2 separate regions of the Rattus norvegicus genome follow, and region 2 is linked to region 1. The links are chromatin contacts, called in public Hi-C maps. All regions are on one chromosome and are shown on one strand. The core of a region is the stretch at or near the end of the contact, and the rest is flanking DNA. Distances in the headings are between cores, read along the strand shown.

Region 1 (5,981 bases), core at 980-3,479:
AGACCCTGTCCTAACTAAGGCCTCACAGAACTGGACACCTTCAGGAGAAGCTAAAGGTGTCCTGGTACTGTGTTCCCAGGTCCCACCCAGACTTGTCAAAGCCAATGAGGGTAGTAGAAAGAGAAGACAGGGAATGGGGCTGCTCAGACCCCTACTATTTCTAAGTACAGACTGTGTCTGGGCTAGCAGTTCTGTTTCTTGTCCTCTTGTAGACAAAGGATGCTGGGATCTATTACATCCCAAGCTTTGGGAGAACATGGAGCTCATGTGGACAGCTCCTGGCATAGCCCCTAGCACACAGTAGGTACATGGCAAGCAGTAGAGTCCTTCTTTCTCTTTTGATAAGGTTTCGACTCAGTCATCTTCCAGTCAGAGAGAAGAGCTGGACAATGCAGGGCCTGTTGTCAGCCCTGCCACACCCAGCTATGGGATGGTCCCTGAGGGGCCCTGAGCACCTTCTCTCTTCCCCAGGCTTCATGGTGTAGGACCGGGGCAGCTTGGTGGAAAGGGAGGAAACTGACTGCCAGGACAGAGCTACACAATGTACTCTGTCCCTCAGTGTCATTCCGTGCTAAGTGCATCACACTGAAGAAAACATATGTCCATGTCCATGATGTCATTGGAAAGTCACAGGAGCCCCAGTGACTTAGGTATGACTAGCTTCCTTCTACTGCAGCCACAGAGGCAGAGGCAGGACTTAAACCTGGATCAGCTCCTCCCTTAATGCAGGAGGATTACCTTAGCCACTATGCCATGTGCTTCTACACGCCCTCCCCAACAGGACCATCCAGCTCCTTCTCCAGGGAGGAGCTGGGGCAGGCCCACCTGCTCTGACGTCACCCCCATGAGCTGTCCTGTCCTTCCTACTGGGACCCAGTGGAGTGAGGCAGGGGCAGTGGGAAGAGCCCGGATGACACTGAGCTGGGTTGGAACAGAAGAACAGTGAGCCTGGGGAAAAAGTCATGAAGGAAAGGGTTCTTTACTGTTGAGATAGCTCTGCCATCTTCCAAACATTTCCTCCATTTCGAAATGGAGCACCGAGCCCCGGAAATCAGGACAAAAGCACCACCCACAGCTCTGGTCTCGATGACTCAGATTCCACCTCCCACAGCCTCCTCCTGTGTGTGTTTCTGAATGTGTGTACCCGCGCGTGCGCCTGTCAGTGTGTGAAGCTGTCAGCTGTCTGTATGCTCATGTGTGCACGCACAGACAGGAACCCACTCATGCACATGCCCGAGCTGTGTCCGTCTGTAAATCTTTCTCCAAGTCCTGACCGTGCAATGACCCACAAGGCCAGCAAGAATCGAAATATTAACAGTTTCATGCTTCCTGTGTTTTAAGGCAGTGTGTTGAGCATTGGCATACTTATAATAGCATGAAACTCCAGACTGCAGAGTGCCATCATTAATCCCATTGTACTGATGATGAAACTGAGGCACAGGGAAATTAAACTTCTTTTTCAAGGTCACTCAGCCAGGAAATGGTGAATTTAACAGCTGCCAGTCGGTGTACAGTATCGTGGTCCTTCCCTCCTTATATCCTCTAAGGTGTTTGGAGAGGCCAAAGGACTCCTTGGTGACCAGAAGTCAGCGTAGGTCCCTGGAGAAAGACCAGAAACCAGAGTCGTGTGTGTGTGTGTGTGTGTGTGTGTGTGTGTGTGTGTGTGTGCGCGCGCGCGCGGGTGGGGACGGGCAAAAGGCAGATAGACACATGAGCAGGAGGGGGCAGGGCAGCTGTCTCAGAACAGGTGTCAGAGAAGCTGTGACAGCCACTTAGAACCACAGTGGCAAGCCTCCTTTACATGGCGATTTGCATGTATTTGCATACATTTGCATCACCAAATCTGTGGAATCGGTCTTAATGGTCCCTGCCTCTGAAGACTGGCAGAAAACGGAGAGGGTGGGAGTGACAGGGAGGGCCTTGGGAATTCAAGAAGGAAACGAGGGAACAGGCAGAGCGCTGAGGTTCTGGGAGGCACAGGGTACTGTCAAGACAGTTTCAACAGGAAAGATGGAGGCTCTCCCAAGTGCCCTCAAGGAAGCCTCATCACCCCTAGTCGATATCTAACTACTGGGCACAGCAGGAAAGGGCGTGCGCGGGGAATGCAGAAATCTGGAAGAGTGGAGGAAGGCTGGGGACCTTCGCTAGTGGTAGCGGGTAGGGCTTTGCACAACGCCTCAGCCTCGGGGGAGAGGGGAGGAGGCGCCCACTGGCCGGCGGAGGTCAGTGGCTCGGTATAACAGCACCATCTCGTGGACATGCACGGAAATGCGCCTTCTTGGTCACAGCCCCTTCCTGCAGCTATCTCCAAGAAATGCCTGCCTTTTTGCCTGTTTCTACAGGTATATACAGTGGAACCCGGTCAAAGAGGCCCTGGGAATTTGAAATAGTCTAGAGGATCACGAGACTCATACAGCTTAATTGTGGAAAGTGAGAAAAACATAGCTATGTCAATCTCAACAGAGTGACCTTGGAAAATTGACCTCATTCGGTTTCCTTATACAGTGGGGGAGGGGGTGATAATATTTGCTTGTGAGAATGAACGGATATGGTACAGGTGACACGCTTATTGGAACGGCCCGGGGAATAACATTTAAGGCTTGAGAACTGCATAACCTTGAGACTTCCTGGAAATCTGTACTCCTGCCTCTTATGCCCCCCTCTTTCTCCACCCTGGTGCTGGCCCAGCTTTCAGCACAATGGCCACACTCGAGGGGTATTTCATCAGCAAGACTGGTGACCATTTGTTTATGAGTACGGGGGGAGGGGGTATCAAGGCCTTGGGAACACAGTACTCTAACCTGCTCCTATCTGGAGAGAACTGGCTAGAGTGTGAAAGGAGGTCAGGGGCTATAGGTGAGGGGTCAATTCCCAACGAGTCAGAAGTAAAAAGAAGTAAAAACCTTTGAACGGGAGCAGATACCAAGGAGCCTTCTTAGAGTCCCTGTGGCCACTTGATAGTTAAGGAAGAAACACCGGCCTGACTCCAGAGGTTGAGTGTATGCTTTGCTGGTGGGTTGGAAGGCGACTGCTGCCACTGCTGGGCAGTGGGAAGGACAGTGGCTGAGGGAGGTGGAAGCACAGAGCAGTGGTCCCAGGCAGCAGCTTTTTCTCCACAAAAGTGGAAGAAGTGTGGCTATTCCTTGACTCCTAGGAAATAAAGGATGGAGTGTTTGGTTGGATTGGAACCTGATTCCCTTGTTGTTGTTGTTGTTGTTGTTGTTGTTGTTGTTTGTTTGTTTGTTTTTTTGAGATAGGGTCTCTCTATGTAGACTTTGCTGTCCTGGAACTCCCTCTGTAGAACAGGCTGACCTTGAACTCTGAGATCTGTCTGCTTTCCTCAAATGTTCAGACTAAAGATGTGTGCCACCACCACCTGGCAAGAGGCTGATTCTTAAGGCCAAGAGTCAGTGACAGAGATGGAAACTTGGGGGTGTGCACTGAATGTGCAAAGCTCTGGGTCTCAAGTAAACCCCTTTGCAGCACCTGCGGCCAGAAGCTTCCCGACAAAGAGGCAGAATGATGTAATGCAGAGTGAGCATCTCTGCCACTCAGAGAGAGGTCCAGGTGCTAGGGACTGGAGCTGTACAAGTACGGTGCTCAGCCACCTTCCCCCAGGCTGAGTTTCACTTCCTTGACTCTGCTTGCCTTTAGCTAACACCAGTGCCACTCAGGCCTCAGGGGGAAGGTTGGCTGCACTGAAGCCTCTCTTTAACCCTGGAGAGGAAAATGATTTGTCCTTAATAAAAGCCAGTGCTTTCTCCAGCTTTGGACTCATCTTGTTTGTCTATGGTGCTCCTATCAAAGAAGATATGTGGCACATGCCTTTTATCCCAGCACTCAAGAGGCATGTGGATCTCTCTGAGTTCAAGGCCAGCCAGGGCTACATAGTGAAACCTTTGCTCAAAAAAGCAAAACAGACAGACAGATAGACAGAAGGTTCAAGATGAGGCCATGTAAGACTTTTATAGTTTCAGGATACTTTAGGACTTAGGTTCATTATTTGGTGTGAGGTAGTGAGGTGGTTAGTAACAAGCTCATCATCCTAACTCCAATGTATCCTCATGACCAAGAAGCAGCCAGCAAAGGGGAATAGGAGGGCAGGCCTTGGGTCACTCAGGGAAGAGGATGGCAGGAACATGATACATGTATGGCTGGGCTCTGAGGCGCTTCTGATATATTCTAAACAGCACTTGATCCTTTCTATACAGAGATTGTAGGCCCTTAGGGGAAGGATGTGACACCTTGCCCTTAGCTGGGAACTATTGGCAACTGCTAGGGAGGGGAAGTCATTTTTTCTTGGAAGTGTAGCAGCTGGGAGGTAGCCTGAGCATATGCAGGCATCGCTAATTGAACTCAGTTGGGTTATTAAAAGAAAAAAAAAGAGGAGGGGGATATGGCTGGAAAAAGACTCAATAGTTAAGAGCACTGACTGCTCTTCCAGAGGTTCTGAGTTCAATTCCCAGCAACCACATGGTGGCTCAGAACCATCTGTAATGGGATCTGATGCCCTCTTCTGGTGTGTCTGAAGAGAGCAACAGTGTTCTCTTATACATAAAATTAATAAATCTTTAAATAAGCAAACAAACAAAAGCCCATGAAGGTAGAAGGAACATGAATTGGATGTAGGGGAGTCAGAGGGTAGAGTTGGGGTGTGTATAATCAAGACACAGTGTCAAAGTAAATAAAAGTGTTTAAAATATAAACTTTCTTTTTTTTTTTTTTTTTTTTTTTTTGCTTCTTTTTTTCGGAGCTGGGGACCGAACCCAGGGCCTTGCGCTTCCTAGGCAAGCGCTCTACCACTGAGCTAAATCCCCAGCCCCATAATTGTTTTTTAAAATAAAAAAATTGTATTTCTTTCTGTTTTATGTTTTGTTTGGTGGAGGGTTGTTCCTTTTTTTTTTTTTTTTTGCTTTTTGGTTTTTTGAAACAGGGTTTCTCTGTGTAGCCCTGGCTGTTCTGGAACTCAGTTTGTAGACCAGGCTGGCCTCAAACTCACAGAGATCTACCTTCCTCTGCTTCCTAAATTCAGGGAATAGTCTTTTTAAAAATATTTTTTTTTCTTTTTTTTTTCGGAGCTGGGGACCGAACCCAGGGCCTTGCGCTTCCTAGGCAAGCGCTCTACCACTGAGCTAAATCCCCAACCCCAAAAATATTTTAAAAATTATTTATATTTACTCTATGTGCATTGGTGTTTTGCCTGCATATATATGTGTCTGTGTGAGGGTGTCAGATCCTCTGGAACTGGAGTTACAGTGTAAGCTGCCATGTGGGTGCTGGGATTTGAACTCAGGTCCTCTGGAAGAGTAGGCAGTGCTCTTAACCACTGAGCCACCTCTCTAGCCTCCTCTTTTTTCTTTTCTTTCTTTTTTTGTTAATTCTAAGTATTTATTTAATTAATTTTTTATTTGTACAGGTGTTTTGTCTGAATGTTTGTATGTGTACCATATGTATACATCAGAAGAGAATATCAGATCCCCAGGCTGGAGTTAAAGACATTTACGAGCTGCCATGTGGATGATGGGAATTGAACCTTGTCCTCTGGAAGCCAGTGTTATTATTAACCATGGGCAATCTTTCCAGCTTCTAAAAAATAATTTTAAAAAATGTCATATCTTAGAGTCAAATATGGAAGTGAGAGTGGACTATTTCATACCTGAATTCTCAGAATAGTTGGTTTCTGTCCCCAAAACATCTGCCTTTGACTGCTATGGTTCCTAGTTTCCACAGGAGAACCTTTATTCTAGGGACCCAGAAATTTTCCACGGAATTGGAAGCTGGAAGTACAACCAGCCACCTTAATGCTATTGGACCAATAGCCTAAGAACGGCATTGCCAGGGTCATGATGCTGGTGACCAGGGGGAGCCAGGGCTGCAAGTGTAATGCATGTAGATGCAATAAAATAGGAAAGGCATGTATCATGCCTTAGGACCTCTACACTGTCATGTTTGGTGATGGGTAACCTCAACAATGATTGTTT
Region 2 (5,981 bases), core at 1,504-4,003, 280 kb before region 1:
CACGAACAGCAGCAAAGGGCTCATCCATACTCTTTCCTACTAAATCCCCAGGCACTGGGGCTAACACCAGGCTGCTGTGCTTCTAATGACTAATCCAGGAAAACAACTCTGCCTTGCTTCCTCACAACTACTTTCTGAAACTGAATGGGAGCCAGTCTGAAACAAAATGAGAGGATATTTTGCATTCTAAAAGATAATGCTACAAAATCTGAACAGCCGTTAAAATGACTGCATTTTCTTTCTTCTCATTTTTTTTTAACTAAAGCTCCTGTATCTGAAACAATCCCGTTTTCAAAAACACGCTGTTTTTCCTCAGCAGTTCTTTTTTTTTCGGAGCTGGGGACCGAACCCAGGGCCTTGTGCTTCCTAGGTAAGCGCTCTACCACTGAGCTAAATCCCCAGCCCCTCCTCAGCAGTTCTTAAGCCCTGCCTAAGCAGTCAGTCATGTTCCATCGTAGGTCACTTAGTACCTGTTAGTAACAACGAGGAGAAAAGGATATCAATGCTGCAAGCGTTATTTCACTGTGGCTTGGAATTTGTGCAAATCCCATTTATTTTCTAGCCAGTGAAGCTAGACTGAAGCTGGATAAGAAACCAAGATGTGGGATTTGCATCCAATATACTACAGAAATTCTGCCATCTGCAAAAAAAAAGAAACAAACAAACAGGGAAGATTTGTGAGGATCCTCTCCAGACCCAAACTCCCCATCTGTACTATCATGACTTAAGTCAAACAAACACACCAACCCCACCTAATCTGCAGGTAGTTTTACTCTCCCAACACAGGCTGAGTCACATGGTTAAAGGACAAATGCATGTTCCCCAGTAATAACACCTTATCAAACTGCCCTCAGCCCTGTAACTGAGGTGGTTATATAAATGACAGGACACCACAACGAGCAAGTATCTTAAATTTGTTTTTTGCTTTCTCCCTCCCTCTTCTACTTCCGTTCCTTCATTTCCCATCCCCTCTTACTTTTATTCTCACCTGCCCATAAATTAGCCTCAAAAGTGACAGTTAGCTCTGAAGGTAGGATGACATTTTAAAACAGAACAAAGGCATACGTACATACACATAAGCTTGAAAGAGGTACTCAGGGTTTACAGCCAGACCTCCATGACTGAGGGAATGTAGCTCAGTGGGAGAGTGACCTCTAAATTGAAGTTTAGTTTTACAGAAGTGTGATCCATAGGTGGGTTACGGAATGTGAGGAACATCCTGAATTATGTGCAAAAATGTTACATAAAACTTTAATTTTTAAACCATATTCTCAGAAATGATTTCCAAATAAGTCATATGATAATTAATTTATGCTTATAGAGCACCAAATGTGTATGGTACTGAGTCCGATCACATTACCTTACTGAATCTTCAACAGTCTGACCAGAAAGTAGCACATGGTGAGGATAAGATTAAGCCTTTTGTTTCATTGTAAACAAAGGATTTTCAGATACGAGAGATATATTTATTGACTTCATGGTTTTAGGTTAGCATTCTCCTTCTTGTCTGCACATCAGAATCCTGAGGAAACTGCTTTGGTAATTCCAGTAGCCAGGTGGAGTGGCGGTAGCAGCACATGCCTTTAATCCCAGCACTCAGAGGAGACAGAGGCAGGTGGATCTCTGAGTTCTAGGCTAGCCTGGTCTACAGAGCAAGTTCCAGGACAGCTAAGACTACACAGAGAAATCCTGTCTTGAAAAATAAAAACAAAAAAAAAAAACAAAACAAAAACAAAACAAAATCCTAATATCCAAGCCATATTCAAGATCAATCAAGTCAGGCTTCTCTTTCCCATCCCTTCTGGCTTTTATTCTCTTTTGCTCATAAATTAACCTTGCAGGTGACATAATTAACTCTCAAAGTAGGATAACATTTTAAAACAAATGGGTTTAGCATCCCACCCCCCACAACTTTTTAGAAATCAGACTACAAGGTTTCATTGCAGCATTTTCATACATAATTTGCTTTTGTTCAGATTCCTTCCCACTGAGCCTTGAATTCCTAGGCAGGCAGTGAAGGCATATATATATATACCTTTAATCCCAGTACCCAGGTGGTAGAGGCAGGCAGATCTCTGAGTTCCAGCTTGGTCTACAGAGCAAGTTCTAGGACAGCCAGAAAACCTTTCTTGAAAAAAACAAAAACAAAACAAGCAAAAAAACTCAAAAGAAAACAAAATTCCTCCCCCTTTCTCTCCATCCCCTTTTGTACTCATCCCGCTTTAGCAGCCCCTCCCCTTTCTGCAATCACGTCACATGTGTTCTATTATCCCCCTCCCTTCCTGATAATCTCTATTTCCTCCCTCGGTCTCCTTTCTAATTGCATAACCTATCCCCACAATCACACACACACACACACACACACACACACACACACACACACACACACAAATACAGAACGATTCAGGAATTTGCAAGTCATTCTGGCACAAGGCCTTGCTAATCTCTGTATCATCTCAATTTCAGTATATGTGCTGCCAGAGAGAGCATACTTCTAGATTTTCAAGAATTACTGATCCAGTCTGATAATCCTTACTCCAAAAAAACCCACCTCTTTGACAGTCCCTTATGACTTATCCTACCTGGCCCCACCTCAACCAAAAGGCTGGGTCCAGGTGGCCCTTAATTCAGGTTGCTAGCTTTCACTTCCTGAGTCCATCCACTTGGCCTTTGAGGGCACCTAAAGACCCACCTCCACACGGTTGTTCCCCAACAGATACTGTCTTCTTTTAAAACGAACCTTGCACTTCCTCTCCTACTAGCCTGCAATAGCCCTTTACGTAACAGGCCCAAGTCTTTTCCATCTGATTATTATTTTAGCATCTTGCCATGCCCTGGACATCGAGAAAATACCTGGAATAAAATGCATGCACAGGAATGGAGGACCAGGGCCACAGGAATCAGTGACCGCTTTGTCACATTCCACTCCTAGAAGGAAGTTGGGACGGTTGTCACAGTAACACTGGTAAGAACAGTAACAATTATTAAGTTCTTACCGGTGCCAGGCATTATGCTAAACCCTTTCGGTGCACTAACTGACGCTAGACTCCACAACCACGGGAAGCAAGTCTTATTACTACTTCTTTAAGCCAATGTAGACATATGACAGCCTGGGCTCTTTTCTGGACTGTCTCTGGGCATAAAATGCGTAATTTTTTCACCTGTAAACCGGGAACAATAGTCAACCCTGGCAGCACCAAACAGACAAAATTTAATTATGCTACTGTTGCAAACCGGAAGCCACTCCAGCAGGACGTGAAGCCCCTCCTCCGCCAGCTTTCCCTAGCTTGGGAAAATCCTATTCATCTTCCCGGCCACTCCCTGCAGGCTCCAGCGCTGGGGTCAGCCTGGGTCTCTCTCTCCGCAGTCTGCCAATCGCCATGCAGACGTATTTGTACGACTCCCAAGCAACACCCGACAGGATCAGGCAGGGCTATAGGCCCGGGGCTAGCAATGGCGTAGAGGAACTGTTCCCCGGGCGTGCGGCAGCCGCAGGGCCCATCCGCCCCGCCCTGTACCCTCAGGGCCCACGGAGCCGGCCTCCCCGCTCTGTCCCGGGCAGGGAGCCGAGTGTCCACAGAGCAGGCCCGGCCACTCGGCTCGGCCTCGCGCGCTCACAGCGCCTCCCCGCCGTACCTTCCGGCCGCTTAGCTGAGCCGGGCCCGAAAGTTCCGCAGTATGCCCTTGACTGGGGCCCTCGCAACACGCTAGCCAGCCAGGCCTGCAGTCACCGGGCACCACCTGAGAACCGCCTCTTCCGTCTCCAGAGCTGTCAGCTGAGAGGGGCGGATGCCGGGGTAGGGAGTGCTCTGCGCAGCCGCCGTGAGCGCATCTGGCTCCTGCGCGCCCTCTACAGGTTGTGGCCATCGCTGCAGGAGCCGCCGCCTATCGTATGCGCAAACAAGCTTCAAACCCTCAAATTTGTAGAAACGCAGGTTTTTACCAATCCCTAAACGTGAACCTGAAGTAACGGTCTACCTGGGGGCAGAGACACCTTTAACAATCAATCTCAGATTTGGGATTCACATCTTGAGGTGAATGGTGCATCCATCTTCCCATGTTTCCCTTAATGACTCATGTTTTTAAAAAAATATTTATTTATGTATACATTGTTTGTCTTCAGACAAACCAGAAGAGGGCATCAAATCCTATTACAGATATTTGTAAGCCATCTTGTGGTTTCTGGGAATTGAATTCAGACCTCTGGAAGAGGAGTCAGTGGGCTTAACCGCTGAGCCATCTCTCCACCCCCACTCCCCTTTAACTCATTAACTCACTGCGTTTATTAACTGCTGCATTTACTGAGCAGTTGGAGGCTTCGAGCACTGTGCTTAGAGCTATATGTACATTTTCCTGCTCTTTACCAAAGTCTCATTATCTGGGTCTGTCTGCTAGTCTCTTTTACATAGGAAATTGAGACTCGGTTTCAATATGTTACTAAAAGCCAAAATGATTATTGACATAGTTAGCCGGATTTAAAATGACATCTCTTACTTCAAAGCATAGTACAAACATTAGCTAAAATGGACCAGATATTTAAATGTGAGAGGCATATCCATAAAACTCTAGAAGTAGTTTCAAGAAACGTAAGATTTATAAAGAAATATTTGTGTTTTAGGGGACCCTACTAAGGAAGTAAAAAGACAACCCATACTATAAGAAGTATGGCTGGGGGGTTGGGGATTTAGCTCAGTGGTAGAGCTCTTGCCTAGCGAGCATAAGGCCCTGGGTTCGGTCCCCAGCTCCAAAAAAAAAAAAAAAAAAAAAAAGAAAAGAAAAGAAAAAAAACTATATTTGCATAAACATTTGGTCATAAACGTTCATGGCAGCAATGTGTACAAGAACTAAAACTTTGTCAATGAATGAACAGAATGTGGTATATCCAACAATAGAATAGTATTCAGCAACTAAAAACAATATACAAATACGTGTCCCAACATGGATGAACCCGGAAAACATTATGCCAAGTGAAAGAAGTCAGATACAAAAGGCCACATTTTGTATTTTCCCATTTATATGGTTAGCAGGAAGGTTATGGGAGGTAACCATTAGTATTTTTGAGGAATAGAACAATGTAGAATTAGTAGTGGCCACTGTACAATTTGGTGGATGTATTAGACACCACCGACTATGTTTTTTAAATAGTTAACTTTTTTAGAATTGTATCTTGATTAACAAGAGGGGACTTACAGAGCATTCATCTTGACATTTAAACAATACAGACATGTTTTAATCCTGGGAACCTTCAAGTTAGTGTGCTTCTAATGATCTATTAAGGTCCTGTGTTCTCGTTCTGTATCCTTCTCCCTGGACCCCATCCCCGAAACCCCACTAAAGTAGATTGCAGATCTGGGATTCTAGGCCAAGCATAGAAGAATCTTCAGGTCTTAGCTAAGTGAGAGAACCTGGGATAGCTACATACCCTTTAACGATGCGAAGGGAGAAAAGAGAACCTCCAATAGAACCAGATACCTTGTGATCTCTCAGATGTAAAGAGCAAAGGGGTTCAAGAATCACCTCAAGAGAGTCTCAAGGTTGGAGCTGGAGGTAGATTGTGACATCATGCCATGACCTCACACCAGAGGTCACAGCACAGCACTGAGAGGAAAGGAAGATTTCAAAGCAGGGCTAATAATTTGATGGAAATTAAAAGCAAATTAAAGATTTGGACTATAGTTTTGAGAAAAACATTGGCTAGAACCTTTTGATAAATTTTGTCATCAGAGTCCGTGGAAACAGCAGGTTTTTCCGTCATGGTTTCATGTGCCTGGTTAAGCTTTCAGATTAACGTTTCCCTTTTGTCTAACTCTCTACTCATTAAGCATTTTATATGCACTATCTCAAAAGCCCAGGACCCCATGATTTAGGTAATGGTCTCCCTGTTTTGTAAAGGAAGAAATGGTGTTACTAGGAAGAAGTGATCTTTTGGATACAGCCAAAGTGATGACAGATTCCTCATGGTCTGACTTCTGTAGCCTGTG

Evidence for each region. Hi-C and Micro-C count contacts between places; a contact is called where the count stands out from the background.
Region 2: a contact with region 1 is called in a Hi-C map of Schwann cells, with 9 times the contacts expected there. The contact joins the promoter of Rnf14 here to the enhancer-like site in region 1. A contact is called at or near these places in 12 of 12 Hi-C or Micro-C datasets (the A7r5 cell line, the Rat2 cell line, Schwann cells and 7 more) and 1 of 1 datasets of contacts at active chromatin or transcription factors (oligodendrocytes).

What each region holds. Positions count from the first base shown.
Region 1 is chr18:30,096,604-30,102,584 of GRCr8, reverse strand. No RefSeq gene overlaps it. Among named protein-coding and RNA genes, the nearest start is that of Arap3, 15 kb to the right of the region's middle. Within about 2 kb of position 2,229, at least 59 of the 93 cell types and tissues checked have an H3K27ac peak or open chromatin away from gene starts, as enhancers often do. A contact at or near this core is called in the A7r5 cell line, Schwann cells, liver and 1 more, where this site is marked.
Region 2 is chr18:30,380,617-30,386,597 of GRCr8, reverse strand. Rnf14 (ring finger protein 14) reads right to left here and starts at 2,753. Exons shown (of 9, transcript NM_001034995.1): 1 at 2,693-2,753; 2 at 471-640. It overlaps LOC120098448 (U6 spliceosomal RNA), which reads right to left and starts at 2,490; the gene lies at 2,388-2,490.